Regions from separate parts of the Gossypium hirsutum genome. Here region 1 is linked to region 2. Evidence: chromatin contacts called from public Hi-C data. All regions are on one chromosome and are shown on one strand. The core of a region is the stretch at or near the end of the contact, and the rest is flanking DNA. Distances in the headings are between cores, read along the strand shown. Region 1 holds the start of LOC107909499 (RNA-binding protein 38). Region 2 holds the start of LOC107909542.

Region 1 (5,372 bases), core at 1,121-3,620, 230 kb after region 2:
CAAAAAAATAGTATGAAATACACGTGGATTATCGCATGAATTATCATATTTAAAAATTGTTTTTTTAATCAATATTTTCATTAAAAGAATAGCAATTTGATTAATTTTTAAAAGGTTAATTAAATTCAAAATTTTTTAAAAATTTAAAATTAAATAAATATCAATTTGACAAAAATAGAAATAATAAAAATTATTTATTACTATACCTGAAAGAACCAGCGGCTTTTGAACTGGTAGAAAGAACGTGACGGTCAAAGAAATATTCTTCTAATATTGGCCTCTAAAACACATATCTATATGTAACATAAAACACATATCTAATATAGGGTACTTTAAGCAATTTCGAAAAATTTAATAAAACACTTTAAATATTCTAAAAAGTAATTAATTTTGTATTATTTTATTATTTTATTAAATCTTTCAATTTTTATTTATATAATTAAAGTTTTGTATAATTTTTATAATTAAACTTATAAAAGTTAAAAAAAATTAAAAGTCTGTAAAAAAATTATTAAAATCTATAATTTGAAAAAAAAAGTGATTTGGTACAACAATACTCATCAGCATTATATTTTATATCTTTATATTTTTTTATATTTTTACGTCTTTATTATTAATAATTATTTCCATTTTGAATCATTGGCATTAATCTCTATTACATTAATCAGTGGTCAATGGTTCGATCTTCACCCTAGGTATGTAGTAACTTTAAAACTCGTGACTAGCATCTACCCCTTAATGAGTCTACAAAACACAAGGGATTAGTCACTAGACTCTGCTCCAATATATACCTTGGTAAACTAAAAATTTGTAGAAGGTTATTAAAATCTATAATTTATATAATTAAAGGTGAAAAAATAGAAAAATTTTGATAAAAATTATTAATTTTCTGAAAAATTATGAACCATACGTTTTATATATAATTACTTAGATGATGAAATAATAAATTTTATAAGGTTATTTGAAAATTATTTATATTTTATATGTATTTATTTAAATTATGAAATCATAAATTTCATAAGGTCAATGGTTATCTATAATAGTATTAAAAAGCCTAAAATTGTGATCTATTTATCGTGGGTTCATTTTCTCCGTATCATTGTACTAAGAAAAATAAAAGTAAAAAGTTTTAAATTTCTCTTATTTTATTTGTATTTTTTAAAAAAATATCATAACAATAAATTTTAAATTAAACATCATCTAGAATAACTTAGTCATAATATTTCGTAAGCTCCAAGACTTTACTCCTTAATAAATTTTAGACAATTAACTTCAAATTTAATATATTGATGTTATTGTATTTACAGTTGCAATCTCATTTAAGTTAATTTTCAAAAATTAAAAATTGTCATTTAATCTCTTTAAATCTTTAATGATGTCAGTTTTAATTAAGGGTTCAACATATTGGTTGAATTTGTTATATTTCCTTCCTAAATAATTTTAGTGTGAATGCTTAAAATATAGTAAATTTGATTCACCTAACATCTTATGTATTTTATTACTGTAATTTTATCCAAATTTCTTACTTAATTATACTATTAACTAAAGTTTGATTTTTATTGCATCTTTTTGACAGATGAATAGATAACTTAATGATAAATTAAAAAAAAAACATACTTGCAGCTTTTTTTTTGCTATGATAAATACTTAGCCTTCTAAGTTGAAAGTATATTCAAATCAATATAGTTTATTATACATTTTCATTAAGGTATTTGTTGTTATATTTTCGTATACATTAATATTCTCTTTCTATATATGGGTCCGATACTATAATCACATAACTTTTAAAAAATATATCATATTAGTTACTGGATTCGTTCCGAAATCAAATTTGTGTAAAAAAAATTAAAAAAACACAACTACAAGCCTTACTAAATATTTATGCTATTTTCATCACTTATTCCTCTATTTATTATTTATAATATTATACCTTCCAATTTAAACTAATTAAATAAGAGTAATTTAAGGTTGTTAGTTGAATTATTAATTAAAATAGTAATTTTTTCCTTTATACTAATAATTTAATTTATTAGTTGATTGTATTCTAAAGTTACTTAAAATAATATAATTCTATAATTATAAATTTTTAATAATTTTTTTATTTTAGAAAAATCTTTATTTTAATCTATCAAAAGCATAACCCTACATCGTGGGATTATATTCCTCAAATAGTATTGTATATGTATATGTATACATACATTAATATTTAGTGATTAGATTATATGGAAAAGGAATATATGCATAAACAAAATAAAGGGAGATTAGGAGAGAAGAAAGATGAAGAGTTGGATACAGCAAGGCACGTAACGTTGGACCCATTATAAAGTATATATCAAATTTCTTTTTTAAAAAAATTGGAAATAATAGGTTAGTTCGTTGTATTTCATTGGAAATTTCCCTTTTATCTCTCTTCTTTTTTTTCTTTTTCTTTTTTTACCTTGTTTTGTTAATCATCAGTACATGCCAAATAAAATCTTCAATAATCTTACAAGGTCGTTTTCCTATTTTCATTCTCTTGGCAACCTTTGGGGTGTTGGGTAGGCTTTTCTCTTCTGTTTTTTTCTCCTATTAACTCAATTTTTCGAACCTCGAAACAGTGATAACTTTCTCGTCTAGGGTATCTTTGTTAGGGAATCTTAAGGTGAGTTGGCAGCGGAAATCTAGTATAAGGTTTGGATAGAAAAGAAAGAACAAGAAAAAAACCATATTGATTGAGGTTGTTCTAAGAAGATTGATAATATTTTTGTCAGCCAACGTCTGTGTTCTTCGCCTTGTCTCCTCTTTTGCCCTTTTTAGGTGCTGATTCTTGCTTCCCTGGGGTTGGGTGTGTTTGTTGGGATCGATTGTTAATCCATGTCTGAAGCAGGGCAACATAAGGTGGGTGGGGGTGGGGGTGGGGGTGGGGGTGATCAGGGCAATGGCACAGGGTTTGGTGACACCACTTACACCAAGATCTTTGTCGGAGGTTTGGCTTGGGAGACCAAAACTGATACCCTCAAACGTTATTTCGAGCAGTTCGGAGAAATACTAGAAGCTGTTGTCATTAATGACAAAACTACTGGAAGATCAAAAGGTTACGGCTTTGTAAGCTCCCCCTCCATCATATCTTCTTCTTCTTCTTCTTTTCCTGTTCAAAGTCAAGGGTTTGATTATTATGGTATATGTAGGTGACGTTTAAGGATGTTGATTCGGCTTTGAGGGCTTGCTATAATCCATTTCCTGTGATTGATGGAAGAAGAGCAAACTGTAATCTTGCATCGCTTGGTGCTCAAAAGAATCGTCTATCTTCTGCTTCTCACTCTGGTCAGTATTCACCCATTTACATCAAATCAAAATATGGCTGTTAGATTATATTTTTTCTCTCCCATACTTTGCTGCTTAATTTCCGTCACCTTAATTGCTGTAATCGTATTTATTGCTTTATGATCAGTTTTCGTATGTTTGGCATAAGTTGCAGGGATTGAGAAATTTAGCCCATCCGCACCAGCACCACCACCTCGAGTCATGGCACCATCCGTTGCTGCTACTCCGGCATTTTACCGTCAATTCATTCCGCAATACGCATTTCCTTATTCGGCTTACGGGTGGGTAGATAGATCGGATTTCATAATCTCTCTGCCTTGCTTAAATTGTGTTAATTTCTTGTTTCCGTAGGTGGTTCAATGTTCTAAAAATGATTGTCTTTTGAACATTCAGGTATCCTGGCTACACGCAAAATATGTCTCCAATGGTTAGTCTCTTGTTATCATCTTATATTATACCTTCATACATATAATAGGCCTAACAATTGAACATAAAATGTGTGATCAAAAGGTAATACAAATATGACACAAATACATGAATGCATTGTTTTTTATATGGTTATTGTTGCCAACTTGTAACATGAATCCTTGATTGTTGTCTAAGATGAAACATTACAAAAATGTAAAAGCAATGTAGTGATTTGAAAATGGTGAATGTTATTTGCAGAGCTATTACAATGTATATGGAGGGCAAGCGTTCTCATCCCATTACAGTAGCAGTGGGGCGTCAGGATCCGCTGGAGTCTACATGGGTTACTTCCCATTCTATCCCCAGCATGGGCATGGGCATGGGCATGGGCAGAGCAACCAAAGTCAACACCCCAAAATAACTCACTATCCACATTTGGCTCAGCAATACCGACCATTTGGGAACTTAACCCTTGCTCCCTCAGCCTCTGCCGCACCTGCCACATCGCCAGGGACTACCACCTCTGCGCAAAATTCATCAGCCTAATTGGAAGTTAGAATATCATAACTAGGGTCAATAGTAACATGGATACAGACAAAGGAACTTAACCATTTTTAGCTTTGTTAGTTGGATGTACATCAATTTGACAGGCCACAATTTACACTTTTACCACTTTCTGGAAACACTTTTTTTCTTAAATTTTATGTCTCAAAATGATCCCTACAATGTCTGTCTTCTTATGGCAATATATATAAATTTGTATGAAATGAACATAAAATCATAGGATTCTAAGTTTTCTTATCTAAAAAGCAAAACTGGGTCTGAAGAACTGTGGAAGACAGACAAGTTGGGGGTTTGCTTGGCTTGTCAGTTCATCATACCCTTCCTTGGCATTGCAGTTATATTGTGGAGTCACTGTCTTTCTCTGTCGCATGTTTAAAAAGAGTAAAAAAAGTAACACATTCGTTGGGCAGTATTTTTCCTTTTTCCATTGTCAATCATTTTGCATATTCGGCTTCCGGAATTCATGAAGCATGTCGGGAATCCAAGAATATGCACACACACACACACAATTAAAATAGTCATAGAGTATCACATTATTGTGCATATAGAATTAATTTTACTCAATTTCTCCGCGTATAAAAAAAACACCGTTGTACAGCAAATCCCGCTAGTGGAAAGAGGACAATTGGCCCACATTTCACCGGAAAAAGGCAAATCCCAACTTTTCAAATAAGTAGGTGGCATTGCCTAGTCCATTTTTGTGGTTGATATGAAGCACTATCATTTACCCCCTCTCCCCCCCCCCAAAAAAAACAGAGAAAGAAAATTATTGTTAAATTCCTTGCAAAGATTATCATTTAAAGGATCTGATTCAGGTGAAAAAGACAAGAAACCACATTATTATTTATTAGTTCAAAATTTCCATGCCTTTCGGCATGTAGCCAATTCCAAAACTAAAATTAATTTGTGACGCTTTTGTTGCAATTCTTGCTCAATGTTGGTCACGGACATAAAAAAAAAATTACTGATAACATAGCTTGCCTAATTATACCATTAAACATTGAATCAGCAGAATCAAATCATTAATAGCATTAGAAACAGTATTAAACTATAGTTGTACAATCTGTCTTTAGGGATCACCCCTAGCTAGGAGTGAA
Region 2 (5,236 bases), core at 300-2,799:
TTGTCAAAAGTGCATTACTCACAATTTTTTCTGATAAATACATCTTCACAACTTGAGCATGAAGTTGTTTTCCTTCTTCGATAGCCGAAAGGATTCCACAAATTGCTAGCATAAATGAGTATGTATAAGAATTAAGCTTGTTACCCCAACTTTCATAATTCATGAACAACCTAAAAGCTTCTTGAAATATTCTACAATTAGTATAACCAGAAATCAAACAATTACATAAAGCAACATCTAGACGAGGCATCTGATTAAATACCATAACTGCACTATTTGTCTCCACATTTAGCATACATATCAATAAGGTTGGTATTTACAAACTCATCCCCATCAAGTCCAGTCTTTGCAATCAAACCATGGTAAGTCCTTCCAAATTCTAAACATCCTTCACCACCGTAAAGCTTTAGAATGCTAATCAAATGACTAATGTCCAAATCATTTCTAGCATAATCACCATTTTCCCTAGTTCCAATTTCGCAAAGATATGTTGACACACTGGTACTAGTTCTTTCTGGCATTCAAGCTAATACCTTGCATTCATTCTTTAACGAAACTTGTTCTCTTAATACGCATGTTGTTGGAAAGTTAAATCTTTGAAGCAAGGTTTGATCTTTAACAGAACCAACAAAAAACAAAGAAGACTTTTTTTTACAGTGTCTTCTTATTCTCTGTTATTAAGGGGTTTTTTTAGGGTTTTTTTCAATTTCTTCTTAAATTGGGTGGGTTTCCATTGTGGACATCCAACGTGGCAAGTTAATTGGCCACATCAGCTAGTTAGCTTACCACATCAGCGGACTGTTTTGTCACTTTTTTATAACGTTAGTGACTGTTTTGGTATTTTTTTAAAAGTTGAGTGATTGAAATGAAACCTAGGTGACTGTTTTGTTAGCTACCTCAAAGTTGAGTGACTGTTGATGTAATTTACCCTTTATTTTTTTTTCTTTCAAATTAACATTATAGCTTACTTTCTCATATAGTTTCAAATTTGTATATTATTTAAAAATTAAGAGAAATTATCATTACCAATGATAAATAACATTAATTAAAAATGAGTTATTTAAAAACTAATTAAAAATTAAACGCATTAAATTACATGCAATGTATGTAACATTAGAATCTAATTTAAGAAAAACCTTAATACAATGTCATTTTGTTTCTAAAAAATGGTAATTCTTTTTTTTTACAACTCTATACACCTTTTGTTACTATTCTACAAAATATTATTTTCCATATTAAAAATTAATTTAAAAAATTGTAATACAATATTTCTTTACAAAATTATAAATAACTTTCATTATTTTATAAAATAATATTTTAATTAATACACGCAGATAAACTCTTGCAATGTAAATTAGATAATCTTATAAAATGCGGTGTAAAAACAATATTAGCAAAATTCATGGTGCATGAAGTAATGTGACAAAAATATTGACTACTACTAGTACTGGCAGACCAGAAATGTGCAGGACACGCGCGACCAGAAAGCGTGATGGGATCCTATTGTGGACGAAGTTGCGCTATAAATGGCGGGAGCCTTTCCTGGGTCGAAATTTCACACGCCCAATCATCTCTCTCGCTCTCCATTGCGTTAAAATCTCACTATTATTTATCGGACTAAACTAAAAATTTTCTCCAAAAACCCTCCAAATTCCAATCTTTAAATTAAAACCCAACTTCCCCCATTGTTCTCCATCTCTTTCTCTTTTATCATTTGCGATCTTTTCTTTTAATTTTATTCAGTTCTAGGGTTTGGTTTATTTATTTAATTGAAAATTGAAAAACCCTAGGTTTTTTTTTTCTTTTCCTTTTTTCTTTTTGGGTCTGCTTTTTGCAGATAGAGAAAGTGAGAGAGTTGGTGTAGTGTCGGGCATTCTGATTCAATGGAGGCAGCGGCCGCTGTTGCCGCCGCACGGGGCGGTGCGCTCCCAATGTCGTCATCGTCGCGTAAGGAGTGGCGTGCCGTTTCGGACCATCACCTGGTTCGTAACCATGGGGATGAAGTGGTAATTTCATTTTTGATGAATATCTTCGCTTTTTGGTATTATTTGAGTTCTGAGAGAATGTTGGATTCAGAACGAAAATTCCTCTTGTTTGGCTCCTATGAACAAGTAAAAAACAGTTACCGGGTTTGATTTGGTTTTAACTACTAGTGTTTGGGATTCTTCACACGTGTTAACCAAAAAAATTAGGGTTTATCTTTTTCTATTCTCATTCTTTTCTTGCTCTCTTGATTGTGTACACTTCGAGTTTTCATTATTAAGTAACGCTATTATTTTGCACTTCGTGAGTTTATTAGTAATAGCATTTGGCTCATTAATTAAAAAAAGGGGGTTACATTGATGAAAAGCTTGTCCCATTGTTGGTTGAAATAATTAGGAATGTTAATTGGGTTTAATTCAAATTGTATAAGTGTGTATATGATCCCAAGAGTCAAGTGTTTTGTGTTTACTGCTGTGAGGAAATGCCCAGCTCTGAAGGGCAGAATTGAGCATCAAGTTATTTGGTTAAGTGGCGAAAGATTATTATTGCTATGTTCGATAGACCATTGATGTTTATTGTATGTTTTCTTTTATTGTGACATGCAGGAAATGGACAGATCAAAGTTGGGACAATCAGACGAGAGAACCATATATGAGGTAAGGTATTTTAATCTTAAAATTAAATTCTATTATGAGAATGGTGAGTAGTGAACATTGTTGAATGTCTATCAAGGTGCAGCATGGAAGAGAGCCTGCTGATGTTGACTTCTGCTCAATCACGGCTGATGAAAGTTTAGATGATGAATTATTACAACAGAGGATCCACAATATTACTAGACAAAGAGAGGAGCTATTGCAGATGGAGGTTGAACTCCGAGCACAGGCAATTGCAAGATCAAGGGTCCTGGAAATTCAGAGCAGCTGTGATTCAAAAATAACAGCCCACGTCAATGCTGTTGCCAAGCTTGAGGTTTGAATTTAGAATATGATTCATAGTATGATTGTTCTGCAATTCAACTTTCAGAGAAAAAGAAGTTTTAGTTGCTTCTATGAATTCAAAATTGATCTTGATTTATGAACAAGACATGAAAACAGAATTTCAGATTATAAACTTTAAGAAATAATGTCATCATGTTTCGACTGTTGAAGTCAATGAGTAAAGACATATTCCTTTTTTCTTCCGGAGTTGTATCCTGGGCATAGTGTTAATTATTTTGAAATTACATATTGAATGTCTTATGTTTGACAGTTTGAGTGGTCTATAAAAAACCAATCGGATCCATTGGCACTTGAAATTATTCCAATAATGCTACAAGTAGGTTCTACAATATTGCTGTCCTGTGACCTTCAATCTGTATTTTGGCTTTATGCTTGATTAGGAGCAACTCGATGAAAGAGAACAGACCATACATGAATTCGAAAGGAAAATGGAAGAGAAAGACAGAGAGTTGCATGCCATCAAAGTTGATAAAGAAGAGGTCCATCAATATGTTTATCCTGCTTTTGGATAAGCTTTATTTTTCTTTTAAAATAAAACATGATATTTAGAAAGTCATGTATAAATTAGCCCTACTTGGTTATCTTGGCAGGTCTGGGCAAAGGAAGATCTTCTCAGAGAGCAAAACAAGGAACTGGCTACTTTCAGGTCCATGTTTTATGGTTAAGGCCTTTTTATTTGTTGTAAACATAAACCTCTAAGGATTACCACTGATATGAATGCTTTGTTTATTTTTCCCTGAAATTTTTCTAAACCTATCTAAGGGTTGAGTTAATATATTAGCTTAGCATCTGAATGGCATTCTCAAATAGTTTTCTGCTTCTTCTGTTGGTTACTGCTTTTAATACATTAGCCTTGCAGCTGTGTTTAAACCTTCTGAAACTTTTATGGGTTTCCTATTCTTTGTCTTTTGGCAGAAGAGAACGTGATCATTCAGAAGCTGAGAGAGCTCAACACATAAAACAGATACATGATCTTCAAGAGCATGTTCAAGATAAAGAAAGGCAGCTTATTGACTTGCAGGAACAGGTCACTACTTTTACTTGATTTTAACCTTTTTCTATTTTTAATTCCCGAGATTAAGGTTTAATATTCTGTTAAACTATCCGTGGTGTGCATCTGTAGGTTTTTGAAAATGGCATTACTTTCAGATGAACTAAATTTATAATAACAGAATTGTTTGTGTTGGAAATTTAAGCCAAGTAACAGTTTCAATTTACTATACTGCCGATTGATAGAAGACAGCAAGCTACATGTTCTAATAGTAGTCTTATTCTTCAGTATAGGGCTGCTCAAGAAGCCATTCTTTATAAGGATGAACAGTTGAGAGATGCCCAAACTTGGATTTCACGTGTCCAGGAGATGGATGCTTTGCAGTCAAGTACAAACCACTCCTTACAGGCTGAGTTGAGAGAACGTACAGAGCAATATAACCAGCTCTGGCATGGATGTCAGAGACAGGTAGACAAGCCTTTAGTTTCTTGTTTACACTTCTCACTTAATAGATTGGATGTCATTTTTAGCAATTACATTGATCTTATTCCTGGTTGTTAATGTTAGTTTGCAGAGATGGAGAGACTTCATTTGCATACAATACATCAACTTCAACTTGAGCTGGCTGATGTGAGAGAGAGGAATGGTTCTTATACTGATGGATCACATATGTCCCAAACAAAATCAAAAGATCTTTCTCAATTTGGTCAAACTAATGGAAAACAGGTGGATTCTAATGGAAGTGGTGCAACAAATGCTAATACTGGGATTATTTCAAATGGGGCTTCAGACAATGTGCAAACTTTTGTTTCACCTGGAAATGCACCAAATCCGGTAAAATTGCTGGCTTTTCTGATCTTTTGCTTAGATTGTGTCATAAATATATTTATAGCCATCTATGTTATAGGTGCATGCCTTTTTTCATATAGTAATTTATTTCATTGCCAAAATATGATACAACTCTCTTGGTTTTTGTTGATCACTCCAACCCTCCCTCCCTCTTTCTACATTTTATCTAATGTCTGGTTTCTGATGGTGCTTGTAAAGTTATATTAGAATTTGTTTAGTTGTAGAACTTGGGCTTTTATTTAATAATGGTCAAATTCTGATCCTTTCTATCTTGTTTATAACTTGTTTTATTACTTCAGCTTTGTTCCCTTTAAATGACTTTGTTTACTCTTAGAATCAGAATGACCATGTTCCAAGTGTTCCAATTGCTCCACTTGGGTTGCCTACATACCTCCCACCTGGGCAGGTGTCTGCT

The links. A called contact is a pair of places that touch in the nucleus more often than the background predicts.
Region 1: a Hi-C map of hypocotyl shows a contact between it and region 2, with 1.8 times the contacts expected there. The contact joins the promoter of LOC107909499 here to the promoter of LOC107909542 in region 2. A contact is called at or near these places in 3 of 34 Hi-C or Micro-C datasets (hypocotyl, leaf and petal).

Annotation. Positions count from the first base shown.
Region 1 is chrD08:38,005,517-38,010,888 of Gossypium_hirsutum_v2.1, forward strand. LOC107909499 (RNA-binding protein 38) reads left to right here and starts at 2,371. Exons shown (of 5, transcript XM_016837041.2): 1 at 2,371-3,084; 2 at 3,168-3,303; 3 at 3,452-3,584; 4 at 3,697-3,730; 5 at 3,970-4,781. The coding sequence starts at 2,854. The coding sequence ends at 4,257. It overlaps LOC107909480 (polyadenylate-binding protein-interacting protein 10), which reads right to left. Exons shown (of 12, transcript XR_001687259.2): 12 at 5,281-5,372.
Region 2 is chrD08:37,775,389-37,780,624 of Gossypium_hirsutum_v2.1, forward strand. It overlaps LOC107909542, which reads left to right and starts at 1,550. Exons shown (of 16, transcript XM_041099106.1): 1 at 1,550-2,006; 2 at 2,589-2,639; 3 at 2,722-2,952; 4 at 3,362-3,460; 5 at 3,572-3,627; 6 at 3,897-4,008; 7 at 4,261-4,440; 8 at 4,540-4,806; 9 at 5,162-5,236. The coding sequence starts at 1,884.